Regions from separate parts of the Mus musculus genome. Here all the other regions are linked to region 1. The links are chromatin contacts, called in public HiChIP or PLAC-seq maps. All regions are on one chromosome and are shown on one strand. Each heading gives the region's core, a stretch centred on a gene start, on an enhancer-like site or on the middle of the called end of the contact. The rest is flanking DNA. Distances are from core to core; before and after follow the strand shown. Region 1 overlaps Bach2 (BTB and CNC homology, basic leucine zipper transcription factor 2). Region 2 has its middle 54 kb from the start of Gm52717. Region 3 overlaps Gm42266 (a long non-coding RNA gene). Region 4 has its middle 19 kb from the start of n-TGccc3.

Evidence for each region. HiChIP or PLAC-seq counts read pairs in DNA pulled down with a chosen protein or histone mark.
Region 2: a contact with region 1 is called in an H3K4me3 HiChIP or PLAC-seq map of embryonic basal ganglia, with 3 times the contacts expected there. The contact joins two enhancer-like sites. A contact is called at or near these places in 2 of 484 Hi-C or Micro-C datasets (bone marrow-derived macrophages and embryonic stem cells), 6 of 115 datasets of contacts at active chromatin or transcription factors (embryonic basal ganglia, embryonic forebrain, embryonic hindbrain and 3 more) and 1 of 9 other capture datasets (embryonic stem cells).
Region 3: an H3K4me3 HiChIP or PLAC-seq map of embryonic limb bud shows a contact between it and region 1, with 4 times the contacts expected there. The contact joins two enhancer-like sites. A contact is called at or near these places in 2 of 15 datasets of contacts at CTCF or cohesin (pro-B cells and stem cell-derived epiblast-like cells), 66 of 484 Hi-C or Micro-C datasets (the AML12 cell line, the C2C12 cell line, the HL-1 cell line and 40 more), 24 of 115 datasets of contacts at active chromatin or transcription factors (the 230-238 cell line, CD8 T cells, astrocytes and 17 more) and 1 of 9 other capture datasets (embryonic stem cells).
Region 4: a contact with region 1 is called in an H3K4me3 HiChIP or PLAC-seq map of embryonic basal ganglia, with 4 times the contacts expected there. The contact joins two enhancer-like sites. A contact is called at or near these places in 3 of 484 Hi-C or Micro-C datasets (bone marrow-derived macrophages, epidermal suprabasal cells and uterus) and 9 of 115 datasets of contacts at active chromatin or transcription factors (bone marrow-derived macrophages, craniofacial prominence, embryonic basal ganglia and 6 more).

What each region holds. Positions count from the first base shown.
Region 1 is chr4:32,529,883-32,532,716 of GRCm38.p6, forward strand. All of the region lies in intron 2 of Bach2 (BTB and CNC homology, basic leucine zipper transcription factor 2), which reads left to right. Among named protein-coding and RNA genes, the nearest start is that of Bach2os, 40 kb to the right of the region's middle. RefSeq lists an enhancer at 514-2,834. Within about 2 kb of position 1,344, at least 128 of the 459 cell types and tissues checked have an H3K27ac peak or open chromatin away from gene starts, as enhancers often do. A contact at or near this core is called in bone marrow-derived macrophages, embryonic basal ganglia, embryonic fibroblasts and 1 more, where this site is marked.
Region 2 is chr4:32,105,597-32,108,430 of GRCm38.p6, forward strand. No RefSeq gene overlaps it. Among named protein-coding and RNA genes, the nearest start is that of Gm52717, 54 kb to the right of the region's middle. Within about 2 kb of position 1,480, at least 35 of the 459 cell types and tissues checked have an H3K27ac peak or open chromatin away from gene starts, as enhancers often do. A contact at or near this core is called in embryonic basal ganglia, where this site is marked.
Region 3 is chr4:32,168,831-32,171,664 of GRCm38.p6, forward strand. All of the region lies in intron 1 of Gm42266 (a long non-coding RNA gene), which reads right to left. Among named protein-coding and RNA genes, the nearest start is that of Gm52717, 9.3 kb to the left of the region's middle. Within about 2 kb of position 1,376, at least 69 of the 459 cell types and tissues checked have an H3K27ac peak or open chromatin away from gene starts, as enhancers often do. A contact at or near this core is called in bone marrow-derived macrophages, embryonic fibroblasts and embryonic limb bud, where this site is marked.
Region 4 is chr4:32,209,623-32,212,456 of GRCm38.p6, forward strand. No RefSeq gene overlaps it. Among named protein-coding and RNA genes, the nearest start is that of n-TGccc3, 19 kb to the right of the region's middle. Within about 2 kb of position 1,374, at least 8 of the 459 cell types and tissues checked have an H3K27ac peak or open chromatin away from gene starts, as enhancers often do. A contact at or near this core is called in embryonic basal ganglia, where this site is marked.

The sequences.
Region 1 (2,834 bases), core at 94-2,593:
CCCCTTTGGAGGCAGTTTATGAATAATGCTTGGTTTTCAAAATAAGCGCCCAGGTCTCAGCCTGTGTAAAGTGAAAGGCCACGACAGTACAAAGGAGAAGTAGAAGGATGCTGCCCGTGAACGAAGGAGACATCAAAGTATAGGAACAGCTTCAGCATGGGAGAAGAGGCCGTTTGGGGTCAAGCGCCCCTCCACTACCCTGCAGCGCCCTCTCTGTTTTGTTGGCCCAGCAGCTATGGCATTGGCTTACAATTGAACAATCTGGGTTTGCCCTGTCTTCCCATTTAGACTATTCAGTCACCATTCCTGATTTCTCTGTTGGTGGCTGCAGTGTTTTTTAGTCAGCAAATCTATTACCTAAAATAAGTAACAGGTTAGCCATTTGATTAAATTGTCAAGTTCATAGACATGATAGCAGTAGTCTGGAGAAAGGAAAAGGTATTGTGTACATTAAATGAGAATGAGAGGGAAAAAAACAAAAACAAGAAACAAAACCAGATCACCAAGACTAGAGACCCAGAATGCCAACAAACCTGGCATCGTCGGTGTGCGCTCTGATACGCTTTTGCAGCCTCCCCTGACACTATGGACATACTTATTTTGTATGGAGAGATATCTTTGGCATTCTAGCTAAATAGCCTGTCTGTGTATCAGGGACACACAAGCTCCCCCTGGGGAGAGATGGGGTATCCGGGCAGCGGTGCTTTATCTCTGTAGATTGGTATAAATGAGCTAGTGGAACCCCCACCAACCGCCCAGGAGTTCACAATTGGAGAACAAAGGGTAGTGGCTCCCAGGAGCTTTCCTGGGCACTCGCCTGCTATTCACTTTGAAGCAAGCTTATTCTCACGCTGGGAGTTGTTTCTAAGTCAGGAACAGCATGTATTTTATAAAAATGTATTCAGTCACTGGTTCTTTTTCCCTGTGCCACCCACACAAGCATACAGAGAAAAGTCTGCTCACCTATTTTATTTGAACTACCTATTTATCCCCTTCCCTCCTCCCTTTAAAGTCTTATGTTAATACTTTTGTGTTTACATTACGTGTTTTTAAAGCCATCCGCAATCCGGGCCAGTTAATTTAGGTCATAGTGGAGCTTGCTCTGGTGGAGGGCGGGTAGCCTTGAACGCAGCCTGGGCAGCCTTCACTGGTGCGATACAGACTTCAGTTTCCCCGCTATAATTATGAGCAAGAAGCCTGTGTTTAATTGCAATGCATGAATGGGAGATGTTCTTCAGCTTATCTGCATTCATCGCTTGCTGCTGGTTTCTCTGTTGAGGTCTCCATCAGCGTTGCTACAGAGCTCTTGGCAGTGCTGCCGCAGTTGCTGGTGAATTTTTATGATCTGTTGCATGCCGCTGGTACAGTTTCCTGCCCTGTAATGGTATCAGTTTTCCTGACACAGGCGGGGGCTACAGACTGAAACCCAGGAGCCCGCATTAGCATAAAACGTCCCAATTCTGTCAGTTTGATTAATTTGTCTCTTTGTCTCCACTCTATATGATAAGTGCTATTAATGGTTGCAGCACTTCATATGTCAAAGTCTTTCTTCCTAATGACTTGAAAATGTGGTTTATTCCCCCTCTTTCTGTACTATTTCTCTCATTTAGCATTCTACTCAGTATAGATTTATGCCACGCTCTTTCATTGTCTTCCTGGCTGCAGCGCCGCAGTGATTACATATGGTGTGGAGCGCGTAGAGATGTGATCCCAGGGGCGGCAGCTGCTGACGCAAGCTGAAAATAGAGCCAGCGTCTGCTCAGCACTTTTCCCAGAGGCCTTTTATTTATTAGTAACAGCCTTGGTGCAGGACAGCTCGGATCCTCATTTAGTGAGATGACTTTTTTTTGCCTCTTCAAATGCCGCGGTGACTTTGCTCTATTTACCGACACTGCTGTGTGATATTTTTAACTGCCTTGTATCTCACCAGTGACTTAGCCAAACGTAAATCGTAATGTAACCTCAATATATAATGAACTCAAGAAAAGACAGGCTCGGGTGCTAGTGGCTCCGATACTGGTGAACATAGTGCATCTACTCAGAAGGTATAACTGTGCATACCCTGAGAGTTGAGAAACAAGGAGTAAAATTCTAATGATCTGCGTAGTGAAAGAAAAAAAAAAGAAAAGACAGGCTCCACTGGAAGAAATGGGAGCCTGGCAGCTCTGTGGTTTAAATTAAATAAGCCTGTTTGTAAGACAGCATTTTTACATGCTACAGTGCTTTACCATGTGCCTCTATTCTTCTTCCTGGGACCCTCACACTATCTCTAGGACTTGTTCTCTGATGAGGAAAAGGCAAAGAAACTGCATGACAGAGCCGCAGCACTTTCATAAGAAGGGAAGATGAAGAGATGGGGGTTTTGCCGAGGTCAGTCACTGGACCGGAGTCAGCATCATTAGTGATTGAAATGGGCACTTATCAAGCCAATCCAGCCAATCGGAGTGCTCAGACTCGTCTGTGAGCACAGCACATCTGTGATACAAATGTAACGGCAGAATTTAGGTTCAGAGTAACAGCTGTTCTTCTACACATGTTTGTAAATTCATACGCTTGAAAAATGCTAGTAAGATATTTTTCACAAGAATTCTTCGTTTGCAATGTCATTCTTCTCTGTGAGAAACAGTCTTTGAGCAGGATAAGGGCAGGGCTGCCTCATTCTCTATGCTATCGGAACGTGTCAGTCCAGTCATTCCTTTGTGCATGATCAACTGTTCCGAGTTGCAAAAGTGGAAAGATAATAACATTAAGATTTACAGACAAATAGCAAACTGAAAATGTCACTTCTGGCCAGGGCCTGTAAAATAGTGAGAAAGCCTTTGAATAGGAAGCAG
Region 2 (2,834 bases), core at 230-2,729, 420 kb before region 1:
TCAACCCAGGATGTGCTTTTGTGCTTAAAAGCTCACCTTGAGAAACGCCTGGACTGCACTGGAATCCAGAGTTTCCAGTGTAGGCACCAGCCAGCTAATAAAGATTTTCTATTGGTTTAAACCCACGTCCAAGTAGTCTTCTCTGGTGATTACCCCACAGCACAAGGACCACATGGAATGGTATTGTCTACATTTAGTGTGTGTGGGTCTTCTTGCTTTATTTAACTCAGTCTAGAAACTCCATCACAGACATGCCCAGAGGTTTGTTTCCATGGTGATCCTACATCCCACCAGGTTGGCAAGCAATACTAAGCATTAAAGAGAGATAAGAGGTTTTGAGCACTCACCTACTGGCAGATTCTGACTTACATGTTATGTATGAATTAAACAGTTGAAGTTCGAGGATGCTAAGAACAGCTATTTGGAGTTCTATCTGCCTTCCTTCTCAATCTCTTATGTCATCCATACAAGTATGTGTATACCTGCATAAACATGTGCACATACAACACACACACATATGTATTAGAATATCATCACCTTGTTTTTACTAACGTGGAATTTCCAAGAATATAATGAAGACTATGGGAAGCAGTGACTTGCAACCACCATAATCCAGGCCCTCCATATATTGACAGCTACATTAACGAAGACAAATGGTCCATCTTTTGCAGTTCTATTCCTCCATGTCCATATCAGCAGAGCTTTAAATAGAAGAATGTATGTGATGCATGCAAATCAGTAACAGGATGAAAATATCTTCCAAAATGTAGTTTGATATTTTCGTGCGGCAGAAATGTGATTAATTAGCTTTTGTGTTCCAACTGTATTTAGAGTTGGCTCTTGTTTTGTTTCACCTATGTTGTAGTATCCTCAGAAGAGCCTCCAGGTTTTATGGAGCCACCCAATTTGAATGGATTCTGTGACCTGGACTCACCATATTCAGTCCAAACTCATTAGAGGCAGGAGTCTCTGCAGTTGATCACAGTGTAGTTTTAATCCCTCTGATTGCTACTGGATTTCACAGTAGGAGAGTCAGGTAATAGTTCCAATCGTCACACTTACTGCACAGAAACTGAGGGGAAGGAATGATTGAAGGCCAGCCCAGCCCTGCAGGAGAAGGTGTGATAACTGTCAGCCCTCCCAGAGTCAGGCAGCCCATACTGCAGCAGCCAAGCCTGTTGTTTTGCAGGAAGTCTTAGCTGAAAACAATGGGACCAAAAGATGCTTTGTGAAAGACAATGACGTCCATCCAAGGGCCTCTCATTAGCTCCTTTATACTCTGCTGTTTTGCACAGACTTGTATCCAGAATTATCTTGTTTTATTAATCAGTCTGGCAGACTCACAAAGTGGGGGAAAGAGAGCATGCTTCTTAAAGGCAGGAGGGGAGGTATCCGGCAAACCTGACAGCAAAGCAGCCACTCTGTCATCCATTCAGCCCAGCTCTCACCCTGCGGAGGGCTGGCTTCTCCCACATTCCCTCTCAGCAGCACTTCTGTGAGAGGAGATGATAGCTTCCTAAAAGCACCAATTCCCAAGTGGGTGCGTGGGTTTAAAATAGCTCGCTTCTCTAAGAGGGAACAGCCCCACAGGCTTAAGTAGCTACATTCAAACCATAGTACCTTAACACAAAACAAAACAACATGATTTCTTATAAAAAATCCTGGAGATTATACAGAAACCAGTTCTGGAGACACAGGAAAGGCAGTCCTGAGAGTTAAGTTTATAGCACTTTATGCCTACATTAAAAACCTGGAAGATCTCATATTAATAGCTTTATATTGCACCTGAAAGCCCTGGAAAAACAAAACCAAATAACACCAGAAAAGAGTGCATGAGGAGAGATAATAAAAGTGAGGACTGAAATTAATTAACTAGAAGTGAAAACTAATACAAAGAATCAATGGAAGGAAGAGCTGCTTCTTTGAGAGGATTGACAAGATAAGCAAGCTTTAGACCAAAGTAAGCAAATGAAAGAAAGAGGGGAACCAAATTATTAAAATCAGAGACAAAAAAGAAAACATTACAACAGATACTGAAGAAACTCAGAGAATCCTGAGGGCATACTGCGAAGGTCTATATCCTGCTAAACCAGAAAATTTCAAAGAAACAGATTGGTTTCAAGATGAGGTTAGTAATTTAAATGGAGCCATACAGACAAATGAGATAGAAACAGTAATTGAAAATTTCCCAACTAAAAATAGCCTGGGATCAGAGGTATACAGCACAGCGTCCTACCAGGCCTCCAGAGAAGAGCTAACACCAATACTCTTAGAAATATTTTGTAAAATAGAAGAAGAGGAAACGTTTCTAAATTCTTTCTTACAACACCAATATTATCCTGATACCAAGTGCTACAAAGACCCAACAAAAAGAAAACTATTGGTTTATAACTGTGATGAACATAGACACAAAAATTCCCAACAAAATACTTGCAAACTGAATTCAAGAACATAAAAAGATCTGTGCCTTACCTCCTCTGATCAAATTGGCTCCGTGCCAGAGTGTAAGGCATGCATCAACACAATTGAACCATTATATTTATTAATCAGAAATGTAATCTACCGTGTAAACGGACTTGAGGTCAGAAACTACATAATCATTAGGTGCAAATAAGGCCTTTGACAAAACCTAACATCCTTTCATGATAAAAGCCCTAGAGAATCTCAAGCCATCATGATATAATAAAGACAATTTACAACAAGCCAAAATAATGTAACTGGAGAAAACCTTGAAGCATTTTTACTAAACTCAGGAATAAGCCAAGGTAGTCCACAGTCCTTACCTATTCCATATAGTTTGATGTCTTAGCTATGGCAACAACTGGAAGGGATGA
Region 3 (2,834 bases), core at 126-2,625, 360 kb before region 1:
ACACATGTCTGTAAAGCATCTCAAAACTGCTGCCAGAACCAGATGTGATATGCTCTGCTTAAAGAACAACAAACCCTAGCTACCCCTGAGCGTACATGCTGTCTCAGCAAGTTCTTACTTTATTTGTGTTGTTACACGTTTATTCACAGAACTATCACCCCGTGGTGGGTGTTTCAACGTGATGCCCATGTCTTCCAGGTGCTCCCTTGTTCCAGGTCTCAAAGAGCAGGCAAGGCAACTATATGACAGTGTTTGAAATACAGTGTGAAAAAATTAAGTGCTGGCTGGACTCAGTCAATCTGAACTCACACCCTGCCTCTGTTACATGTAGGAACGTTGTGGGTCTCAACATCATCACACGTAAAATTAAAACGATAGCAACCACCACCACCACCACAGAGCTTGTGGAGTTAAAGATGAATGGGATCTGTAGAGTGTGCTCAGTAGATATTAGGCATCATTCTGTAGACACATAACTGCAAACTAACTTAATGCTGAGCATTGGAAAACTAAATACGTACATAACAACAGCAGAATGCTGCACACACACACACACACGGAGACAGACAGACAGACAGACAGACAGAGACAGTGCTAATAATTGTAATAAGGTCTGATTTCTATCTCAAAACATGTTAGTGAGGACTCATTTCTACAATAGCATCCCACATATACAGTAGGTAACTTGTCCTCTTTTCTAAAGGGACACTTCAACTCCTTCAGGACCAAGAAAACAAGTCTGAGGATATTTTTTTCCTGAAAATAAACCCCTGACTTAATCATGTTCAGTCCAGATAGTGGGTCAGGTGTTGCTAGGCAGAGTCCCTACAGGACACTCTGGCTTTTCTAGGGGTCCTCTCCATGTTGTTCACAATGATGTCATCTTCCAGTAAGTGCATAATATTTTCCCCAAAGATGTATGTTCATCACAAGAAGCAGTTACAGAATGTGTGCACAACACACAGATATCACTGTAAAAAAAAAAAAAAAAAGAAAGAAAAAAGAAAAAAAACCCCGCCCAAGAGCCAGAGAGATCGCCTAGTTCCCTCAAATATACAACCCCCCTTTCTTGATTGTACCCTTTCCCAGGCTTCTTCCTCTGATCCTACCAGGATTCGCCGTGCGGCCAGCCCTCACTCTTCTCCATAGAGGATGCGGACTGGAAAGTTATCACTTGTTTAGTGAGATCCTTAGTGGGAATTTGACAACCATTAGAGCACACAGGTGCACTCGTGCAGGTGTGAGACCCTCAACAGCTCTGAAAGCAGCTGTGGCTTGCAGGGTGAGGTCCCCATTCCCCATTTAACAGTGGAGAGCCAAAAACAGACTAAGAGGTGAGTCACTGACGAGTTATTCCTAAACAGCAAAGACCAACACTTTAGTGAATTCCAAATCCTGAAGTCACACGAGTCCAAAGAGGGAAGTCGTGAGAGTCAGGAGAGGGGGCAGGAGGCCGTGAAAAAATAGAAGTGACAGAAATAGGCCTTCAGTGTTCTGGCTGCTCATTAGACCAGCACTGAGATGGTGCTCATATGGCCTGAATAACTGATACTTTTTATAAGTAACTGAAGAGCTATAAAAAGCTTAGCATTTAAGAAAACAACAAACAGCTGTGGTAAATGAGCAAGAAAAAAAAAAAAAGAAAAATCTAAAGGAGCGAGCAAGCATTGTCTGGGCTGCAGAAGGTCAAGTTGCTGCAGGAGGAAGTGCTAAGCCCTCCTGTCGCAAATGCTACAGTGTATGGACCGGCCCCTCCCCCTCCCCCACCCCCTCAGCCACACCTCTCCCAGAACTTGCCCTCCTCCCTTATCAAAGAGAAAGAGCACAGGCAAGTCAATAGAATACTCAGCCATTATCTCCCGAAAACAGCATTTGTTAACCCAGGAGACCTAGCCACGGATTAAGCAGTGTCCACCTGAGGTCTTGCAGACCAAGGTCTCCAGTGAGAGCAAAACTCTCCCTGAGGTCAGCTGCCACTGCATTCTGGATGAGCCTCATTGAACTGGGGCGGCCCCTGGGATTGGTTTCTGTGCGCCCTGAGATGTCACACAGTTGCCCTTCCCTTTAACAGAAAACGTTATCTGCAGGCGCTACAGCTAGCAGTGGGTAACGGTATTCCTTCCAACTTCCTCACTTGGCTGATGGGTAAGTTCAGTGATGAAGGTCGCTGTCAGTGGGAAGGAGTGCAGGAAAGTGGTCGGCAAGCACTTGGCTCTGGCCTCTAAAGTCAACTCCACTGCTCACTGTTCACGACTTGAGTGTTAACCTCTCGGCACCTCAGCTTCCTTGGTAGTAAATTTAGGAAGTCGGTGTTTCCTTCCTCTGGTCTTCAGCTGAATCTCAGGTTAGCTTGCTAACTAATACTTGAGAGCAATCTTGAGTGGCCTGTAGACATCTCGCCTTGTCTCTAAGCTTTGGGTGATATTCTTAATAATACATCGTAAGCACAAGTTGGAAGAAATGGAAAAGGAGCAGGAAAAGGGTCGGTCTGTTGTTACCGAGCAAAGGTTTTTGCTTCTTATGTTATTGAATGAAGAAGTCAGCCCAGACAGATAGCTAAGGAAAGGACAGTATACTCCAGAGAGAGACTACCATGGTCAGGGTGAACTAAGTAAGTGCTTTGGGTTCTGTGTTGTGGGTTTTAAAACCATTTTAATGAATATTTATTAAGTGGGTGGTATGTTCATGAGATCAGGTGACTCCCTTCCAAATCATGTTAGACCAGACCTCCTTTTTTTTTTTAAACTATTCTTCTCTCACATATTACATCGCGATGGCAGTTCCCCCTCGCTCCCTCCTCCCAATCCCTCCCCACCATCCCCACTACGCCCCAG
Region 4 (2,834 bases), core at 124-2,623, 320 kb before region 1:
GTAGGAACTTAGAGGCATTAAAAATTAATAGAAAAGTGTATGAATAATGGATTTGTGGCAGTGTGCAAAGCAACCATACACTAAACCCCAAGTTAGAGAACACATTGCTGAAAGGGCGCTACAGGCTATGCAACTTTAGTCTTCTCGCAGAGAACAAAAATGAGACACAACACATCTGACTTGGGCCCAGTGAAGGATGCTGAGCTATCCTGCTGCTTTTGCTGAGAAAGCACTGTGCAAGGTCTGCTTTTACTGCGTTGTCCTCGGGATGTGGATGTGGCCGTAAGCTTCTAAGCTGAGACTGCAGTAAACCCAACCCCCTTGGACCAACCCAACCTCTCAACAGTAGATCCATCAGAATGCTGGCCAAACTAGTTTGGGTCAGCCACTGTGAAACCCTGCTGTGGAGGATCCCCACAGAGGATCAAATGGGGTTGGGGATCAAGAATAAGGTAGTGTTCGCCCAAGCCTCCACCACCACCCTGCCCTTATCTTTTCCACCAAGCTTGTTTTTGATAGTCAAAGAAAAAAGTTGTAATCTAGCCATCTCTGCACTCTTTTTTTTTTCTTCCCCCAAAGGTTTGGTTATCTCCAAAGAATGGTAGTTTCCTGTGTTTTCCTTCTCATCCTATGAATATCTCATGACTCAGTTATCAAAAATAATAAACAAAATAAAAAGCAAGCAAAAAACCCCATCAGCTATAAAATAGACTGCCTAAGGTACACACACACACACACAGCGGACACACTTGAAGCTTAAGTTTTATATGATATGTTGGTTCCACAAGAGAAAAAATAAAAAGACCATTCATTCCCTGGCAAGGACAAGCCTGATAACACAGGTGATGGGGCAAACATTTCCAGCTTGCTTCCCTTCTTGGCTTCCTGGATGCAGCTCATTTTTACCCTAAAGGGTTTTCATGGTAATGAAGTCTGTACTCACAAATCAAGCCTTCCTCAGTAGAGCTACCTCGGGACTCTTGTGTGTGGTGTAGCTGTGTGTGTGGCCACGACCCGTTTCTGAGTGTGTGTGAGCATGTGTGTTAGGAGGAAGGAATGTTAGCATCAGCGTACTTTCAAAGCTGATCACAAAGGATCAAATAAGATATGGCTCTAACTTAAGGAGACGCTAAAAAATCTTCTGACCGCCTTATCTAACAGCGTTCTCGGGCTGGTTCCCTGGTATAAAGAGCTGGGGTAATAACTTTATTTAGTGCTTTGATTCCCCCCACCCCAGATTGCTAGTGGAAAGTCAAAGATGCTGATTTATAAGCAGAGGTTTCTTTAGGACTATTTTTAGAACAATGCTGTACCAGGTTTATAGGAGGGGGGCTGGAGCCACTTCTGAACAGAGCAGCATTTCACTGCATAATAACCAAGTACTAATTGCTCTTTGTCATCACTTTTTATGCAAATTGCCCTGCAGCATTTGCCCAATATGCATTCTACATTTTAACAAAGAGAGTGGAGTCTCGATGAGCAAGAATCCTATACCCAAGCAAAAATTAAAAAAAAAAAACAGCTATAAAACAGACTGCCTAAGGTACACACAGTCACATAGACATTGTTTTGTTCTGTGTCTGATTGACCAATAGGAATCCTTTGAACCCCAAGTAATGGTTTATGTGTTAAGCAAAAAATAAAATGTGTGTACAAAATCTGCACATTTTGCTTCTCAGACAGTATCATTTTCCCTGAAGACTTGATACCAGGCTAAAATGTGGATTGCTGGGGAATCAAAGCCTGCCAAGGCTGTTTTAAAGGCTTCCACTATCCGAGCCTAAGTTCCGAGTTTGAAGCACGCCTCGAAAAGCGTGCCCAGATTCCAGTCTGGATACCATCACTGGCCTCTATCAAATTGCCAGGGAAGTAAACATGGCTTAAACTTGGGGAATCTTCAGAGGGAAACCAAACTTCAAACCCAGCCTTCGAGGTTATCATGAAGATACATTTGTCAAGGTAAGAGGCTAGGACATATTTTATTTAACAGTCTGTTAGCTTGATCTATACCATCTAAATATTTAAACATAAGCTATGAGAGACTCCATTTGCACAAGGCCCTGGGCCTCACTGAAGTTAGGTCTACTCCTTGGAAGCCCCCACCCCCCCACTCCTGACTCCCAAGTGTCAGTGGGATGTTTCTTCTGAAAAGGACATAAAATCCAAAGATCAGCGCCTCTGCCTTTCAGTAAATCCACACTTTGCAAGCAGAAATAGCCAGCATGGAATTTTTTTTTTTGAGCTGGTGCTGTTCATGAAGACCCCATGTCCAGACGCTCAGCAATGGACCATTGCCATGTTGAAACGACCTTTCCTAGGTGCTGTTTCCAAAGACAGATAAATCCCGGAATGACAGTTACCATGCCAGTGTAGTCCCAGACTTCAAAGCCATTTACAGCTTTAAAGTAGCTGTCCAGGTGCCTTCTTCGAGGTTGGATGTGCAAGGCGCTATCTACCTGCTCTTGCGTGCGCACATGTCCCACTCCAGAGCAGCACTTACCTTGAGTTGTTGGATCAGTGTGGGCTGAGAGACTGGCACTCCTGGTCCCAGACTCTCTCCATTAGACAGCCTGATTAGGCGATGAAATAGTGGCAGCCATGAGCTTCTGGGCCCAGGAAATGTACTGTGAAGGGTGTAATGAATTACTTATGCCGTGTAGTGTATGTATAAATCATATTAAAGCATGCTGAATAGTACATTATCATGCTTCTCTTTTGCATTACAAAAGTAACTAATGTAAGCTGCAAAATGTACTTTTAATCCATTATTCATTTCTAAAAGTAGTCAGACCGTGATCCAACTACCATAAAAAGCTACCAGTATAAGCAAATAT